2 separate regions of the Zea mays genome follow, and region 2 is linked to region 1. The links are chromatin contacts, called in public Hi-C maps. All regions are on one chromosome and are shown on one strand. The core of a region is the stretch at or near the end of the contact, and the rest is flanking DNA. Distances in the headings are between cores, read along the strand shown. Region 1 holds the start of LOC100283445 (transaminase/ transferase, transferring nitrogenous groups). Region 2 holds the start of LOC107648854 (putative pectinesterase/pectinesterase inhibitor 58).

The links. A called contact is a pair of places that touch in the nucleus more often than the background predicts.
Region 2: a Hi-C map of leaf shows a contact between it and region 1, with 9 times the contacts expected there. The contact joins the promoter of LOC107648854 here to the promoter of LOC100283445 in region 1. A contact is called at or near these places in 7 of 25 Hi-C or Micro-C datasets (ear, endosperm, leaf and 2 more).

What each region holds. Positions count from the first base shown.
Region 1 is chr1:46,684,858-46,687,633 of Zm-B73-REFERENCE-NAM-5.0, reverse strand. LOC100283445 (transaminase/ transferase, transferring nitrogenous groups) reads right to left here and starts at 1,417. Exons shown (of 10, transcript NM_001156346.3): 1 at 1,214-1,417; 2 at 1,042-1,127. The coding sequence starts at 1,290.
Region 2 is chr1:47,134,824-47,137,572 of Zm-B73-REFERENCE-NAM-5.0, reverse strand. It overlaps LOC107648854 (putative pectinesterase/pectinesterase inhibitor 58), which reads left to right and starts at 1,345. Exons shown (of 1, transcript NM_001323628.1): 1 at 1,345-2,749. The coding sequence starts at 1,504.

The sequences.
Region 1 (2,776 bases), core at 168-2,667:
AACTAGCCCTTAGGGTTAGGCTAGGGCTCTCTTGTATTTACCTGTTTACCCCCAGTGTAATGGGCTTGGCCCGCCGCTCTCTATAATATACACCCAACCCTGGATCAGGGTTACGGTTTCACACTTTCCAACTGATGACACCCTTAGAAGCTACTATAGGGTATCACAACTACGGATGTCAACGGATATATACCCAACAGGTATTATCATTCCAACTCGTACCTATAAAAAATCTACCCATCGAGTTACCACATATTCGGTCACGGGTATAGAATCTTACCTATATCCGTAACTGGACAGGTAATTTTACACATCGGGTAACCCATACCCGCTGGAAAAATATCAAATTCTAATATGTCAATCTCTCAAAATTTCAAACAAACACACAAAAATAAATTCAACTTCAAGTATAAAAAACATAAGATTATTGATAGTTAAACAAATGATAGCCGGAGAAATATTTTCTTTTAGCTAAGATAGAACTTATTAGATAGTAATAGTGGTATGATGTGGGTATATTTTACCCATGAGTAAACGAGTATTGGTAGTATTTGTACCCTTCTACCCGTCAGGTAGAGATTCTTACCCATTAACATATCCATAGGTAAAGAAATCATCTCATACCCGCCTTCATATCGGGTAAAACCCATCAGGTGGTGTCGATTGCTATCTCTAATCACAATCAATAATACCACCACCACGGATTCTAAACTAGCATCTGAAGCATTAGATTGGACGTCTAAAATAAAAACTAAGAAACTAAGGGCCTATTTGGTTCGCTGCCTAACTTGCCATAGTCTGTCTAACTTTTCTATCTAGGGTTAGTTCTTCAATTTTACCGACTAACTTAGGCAAGTTGTGGAACAACCAAACGGGTCATAAGACTATCTCCAGCAGTTTATCCATACTCATACCCATATTCAAACTTCATTCTGCGAACAGTGCAGTCTATAATACAAAACAATGTTTTGGATAGACAAGAGTCTAGAGCTTAAACATAGAATTTCTTATTTCTACTAACGGGATGGAAACCGATAGTACATGTGTCGACGGCCGGCGGGCTACTGACGCAGCGGATGACGATGGAGACTCTCCCCGCGGGTCGGCGCTGGCTGGTCATCGATGCCCTGGAAGCGAGTCACAGTTAGACGTATCCATCGGAAAACACACAAAAATCGCATACTGCGACGGGTACAAGGGAGGAGTCAGCTACTTGAGACAGAACGGAGACGAAGAAACAAAGGAGGAGGATGCGGTGATTGCAGGGGCACCGGCAGGGGCTGCTGCCATCGCGACGGCTCTAGGGAAGCAGAGACGGAGGCGGCGGAGGATGGCTAGGGACGTAAGGTGTTGAGTGACTGAAGGAACTTCGCTGGCTGACGGAGGGAGTAGGGTGTAGGGAACGATGTGAGTTTTTACGCGGGCCGTGGGCTACCCTGATGTCTTTTGACTGACGGCAGTTCCTTCATCCGTGGACCTTATGGGCCACACTCCGAGTCGTCGTGTGAGCTTTTCACAAGCCCGGCAACCATGCAGTGGTTGCCCCGTGCAAGTATTGCCAATCATTATTATTCGTTTATTTTCATCTCTCACGACAATTGAAGTGGCGATATTTATTTTAAAAAAAAAGCGTGATTATATCCTTTTCTGATCTTGTAATTGTGATTTTACCCTCGTTTTCAACTTTGTGATTTTACTCATTTATTTTGAAAACGAAGCTATCGTTTGGTCCTCCCTCTTAACACCGTTAGTGAAAAATCAGAATTAGTGATTAAAAAAATAAGAGGTAAAATCATAATTGCATGGTGGGAGAAGGGTAAAATCTCAATTAACCCTAAAAATGTCGAAATTTTCAGGGTTAATTGTGATTGTACCCTTCTCTCACCTTTCAATTGTGAGTTTACCCCTCATTTTTATGTTTTAATCACTAATTATGATTTTCGCTAACGACGTTAAGGGAGAGAGTTAAACGGCAGCTTCACTTTCAGAACAAAGGGATTGTAGGATCTAGGACACCGGCTATAGTTGGATGAATAGACGGTTTTTCAACTAAAAACAAGGACACTAGAGAAATTTAATAAAAACAACAAGAAATATAATTTTCTAGCTTTGATAGACTAACAAAATATGATGAGCAATTTTTATCAATACTACAAATGATAGATCACTAACTACTTGCAAGTAATGAGTAAAGAGTGAGAGAATGACACCGAAATTTATCTCGTGGTATCGGTGATTTGCCGATCATCCCTAATCCACGTTGAGGTGGAATTCAAGCTCTCGCTTGCTCCTCTATCAAGACACGATTTGATCTTTCAGCCAAGTGGTCAAGAACTCGCTCAATACCTCGATTCCACTAGTGTTACCTTTGCCGCTCCGACAAGGTGGGCGCGAACCCCTCACAACCAACACTGTGACTTCTCCACAATCTGCGCGGAGAGCTCGACGGAGACAACATCCGAGCCGTCTAGGAGGCGGCAACCTCTAAGAGTAACAAGTCGATGATGCTTGCCCGGTGTACCACCTAGTGCCTCAAAAGATCACAATGGATGCAAATGCACTAGAACCTCTCAATCACTCACTAGAATGCAATCTCAAGCAACGAGTGTGAGAGTTTGAGTTAGGTGATCACAAATGAGCTCAATGTGTGCTAGAAATGGCCAATAGAGCCCTCACACACAAGCTCCCCTTCTATTTATAGCCCCCAACACAAACCTAGTCGTTATATGCAACTAGCACATGTTCTACGCACACGTGTACGGTCCGTCTTACCAGT
Region 2 (2,749 bases), core at 96-2,595, 450 kb before region 1:
TCTCTAGTTGTGTCCCGGGACTCCGTGGACCACGGAAACGTCTCAACTCCCAACCAGAGCGGAATGCGTTCTTGGTCCCCCCTCTCTCTCCCTGCTCGCTTCTGTGAAAGCGAAGGAACAGGCAGGGTTCCGCCATTCGTCTGGACTAGCTGCCTCATTTCGTTTTTTTTTTTGCTTTAATTGCTTATTCTGTCAGTGCTGCAACATGGGCACAAGTGCCGAGAACGCGATCTCATGCTTTGTTCATTTTTTTCATCTTTTGATTGAGGCGTAGCGTTGTACAGCAATGCCTCCTTCCTGAAGTATCCATGCTTCAGAGAAAAATATCAGTTTCGGCTAGAACAGTACGGACCCGCTTAGGGTTTGAGGTTTATCCTATGTAATTACCCTCTTACCTTTGTATAATTGGACAGACACAGCTAACTCATGCTATTAATACAACATTTAATCCTGATAGTATTATTGTTTCCTACATGGTATAAGTAGGTTTTCCTTTCTCCTTCCCTCCCTAATCCGTAGCCGCCGCTGCACAACCGCATCCGCCGCACGCCCCCACTTTCTTTCCTGTCGTGGACGCCCCAGCCGCGGCCTCTCCTCCCTAAGTAGCGGCCGTCTCCTTACCCTGCGCCCCCCTCCTCTCCCCTGTAGCTGCGGCCGCCACCACCACCGAGGTGACTGTTGACAACCCTAGCTAGAAATACCCTGAGCACTAGTTAGGTTTTCCTTTGTTATCTGCGTCGTCGATGTACTCTTCTTTATCCCGAGCACCGATGTGCACCTGTGATCGGGAGAGCATGTCTCCGGAACCTGTTGCCTTCGAGATTCTGTACCAGGAGAAGAAAAATAAGTTTTTTGAGAAGCGTATTCACGCGACTACTCATGTTTTTCTCGCCATCGACCACGTTGACCCTGCTAGCTTCCACGTTGTCAATCAGTATGTTCGATCGGTACTCATCATCTGATTTAATCTTATAATTCAGTTTATCTATTATGATATAAGTGTGTTGCATTCTTATAATTAGCATGTTAGGTTACATATTAGGTAACAGACACCGAGATTATCTCTGTACAGCAGTGTTGCCTTCTTATTAGATCATTTCCGCTGAAAGGCCGAAACGCGCGAGCCTGGCAAAACTTTTTCTAGAAAAAAAAAATCGCAAACAATTTTTTTCCGAACAAACGCTACACCAGTGACCGCCGTCCGTCGTCGTTGCTTGGCTCTCCCTTTACTTCGGCTCCAACGCCAATGCACAACCGTCCCTCTTCGCCATGTCCCAGTTTTGACGCTGCCTATAGCGCAGTATAAAAATTCGTCTCGATGCTCTTGCTCGGTACTCCAATTCACACCAAAACATAGAGTGTCGACTTTTCTATTGGTGTGATTGGGGGCACTAAATACCTACCACATTGCACTCAGACTACATATACTGTGTTTGTGTGTTGTATGCCGTATGCGTGTGTGAGCTTGCGCAAATTGGACATCTAGGCCGTGCGTACCCTGCGATGAAAGGCGCCGTCATCGGCGCATCGACCGTCCTGGTCGTGGCGGTGGTGGCCACCATCTGCGTCGTTTCCTTCAAAGGCAGCGGCGATGGCGGGAGGGCCGAGGAGGGCGAGATGTCCACGTCGGTGAAGTCCATCAAGTCCTTCTGCCAGCCCGTGGACTACAGGGAGACGTGCGAGAAGGCGCTGGAGGCGGCGGCCGGGAACGCCACCAGCCCCACGGAGCTGGCCAAGGCCATCTTCAAGGTGACGTCCGACCGGATCGCGAAGGCCGTGCGCGAGTCCGCCCTGCTCAACGAGCTCAAGCACGACCGGCGCACGTCGGGCGCGCTCCACAACTGCGGAGAGCTGCTGGACTACGCCATCGACGACCTCCGGACGACGTTCGACAGGCTCGGCGGCTTCGAGATGACCAACTTCAAGAGCGCCGTGGACGACCTCCGGACGTGGCTGAGCTCCGCGCTCACGTACCAGGAGACGTGCCTGGACGGGTTCGAGAACACCACGACGCCCGCCGCGGGCAAGATGCGCAAGGCGCTCAACAGCTCGCAGGAGCTGACGGAGAACATCCTGGCGCTCGTGGACGAGTTCTCCGAGACGCTCGCCAATCTTGGCCTGCCGAGCTTCCACCGCCGGCTCCTCGCGGAGCACGCCCGCGGCGCGCCCTCGTGGATGCCCGACGCCAAGCGCCGGCTGCTGCTGGTCTCCCCCGGCGAGAAGGGCTTCAGGCCCGACGTGACGGTGGCCAAGGACGGCAGCGGCGACTTCAGGACCATCAACGCGGCGCTGGCCAAGGTGCCGCTGAAGAGCGCCACCACGTACGTCATGTACGTGAAGGCCGGCAAGTACAGGGAGTACGTGTCCGTGGCCCGGAACGTGACGAACCTGGTGATGGTCGGCGACGGCGCCACCAAGACGGTGATCACGGGCCACAAGAGCTTCATGATGAACATCACCACCAAGGACACGGCCACGATGGAGGCGATCGGGAACGGGTTCCTGATGCGCGGGATCGGCGTGAAGAACACGGCGGGAGCCAAGAACCACCAGGCGGTGGCGCTGCGGGTGCAGAGCGACATGTCGGCGTTCTACGAGTGCCGGTTCGACGGGTACCAGGACACGCTGTACACGCACACGAGCCGCCAGTACTACCGCGACTGCGTCATCACGGGCACCATCGACTTCATCTTCGGCAACGCGCAGGTGGTGTTCCAGAACTGCCTCATCCAGGTGCGCAAGTGCATGG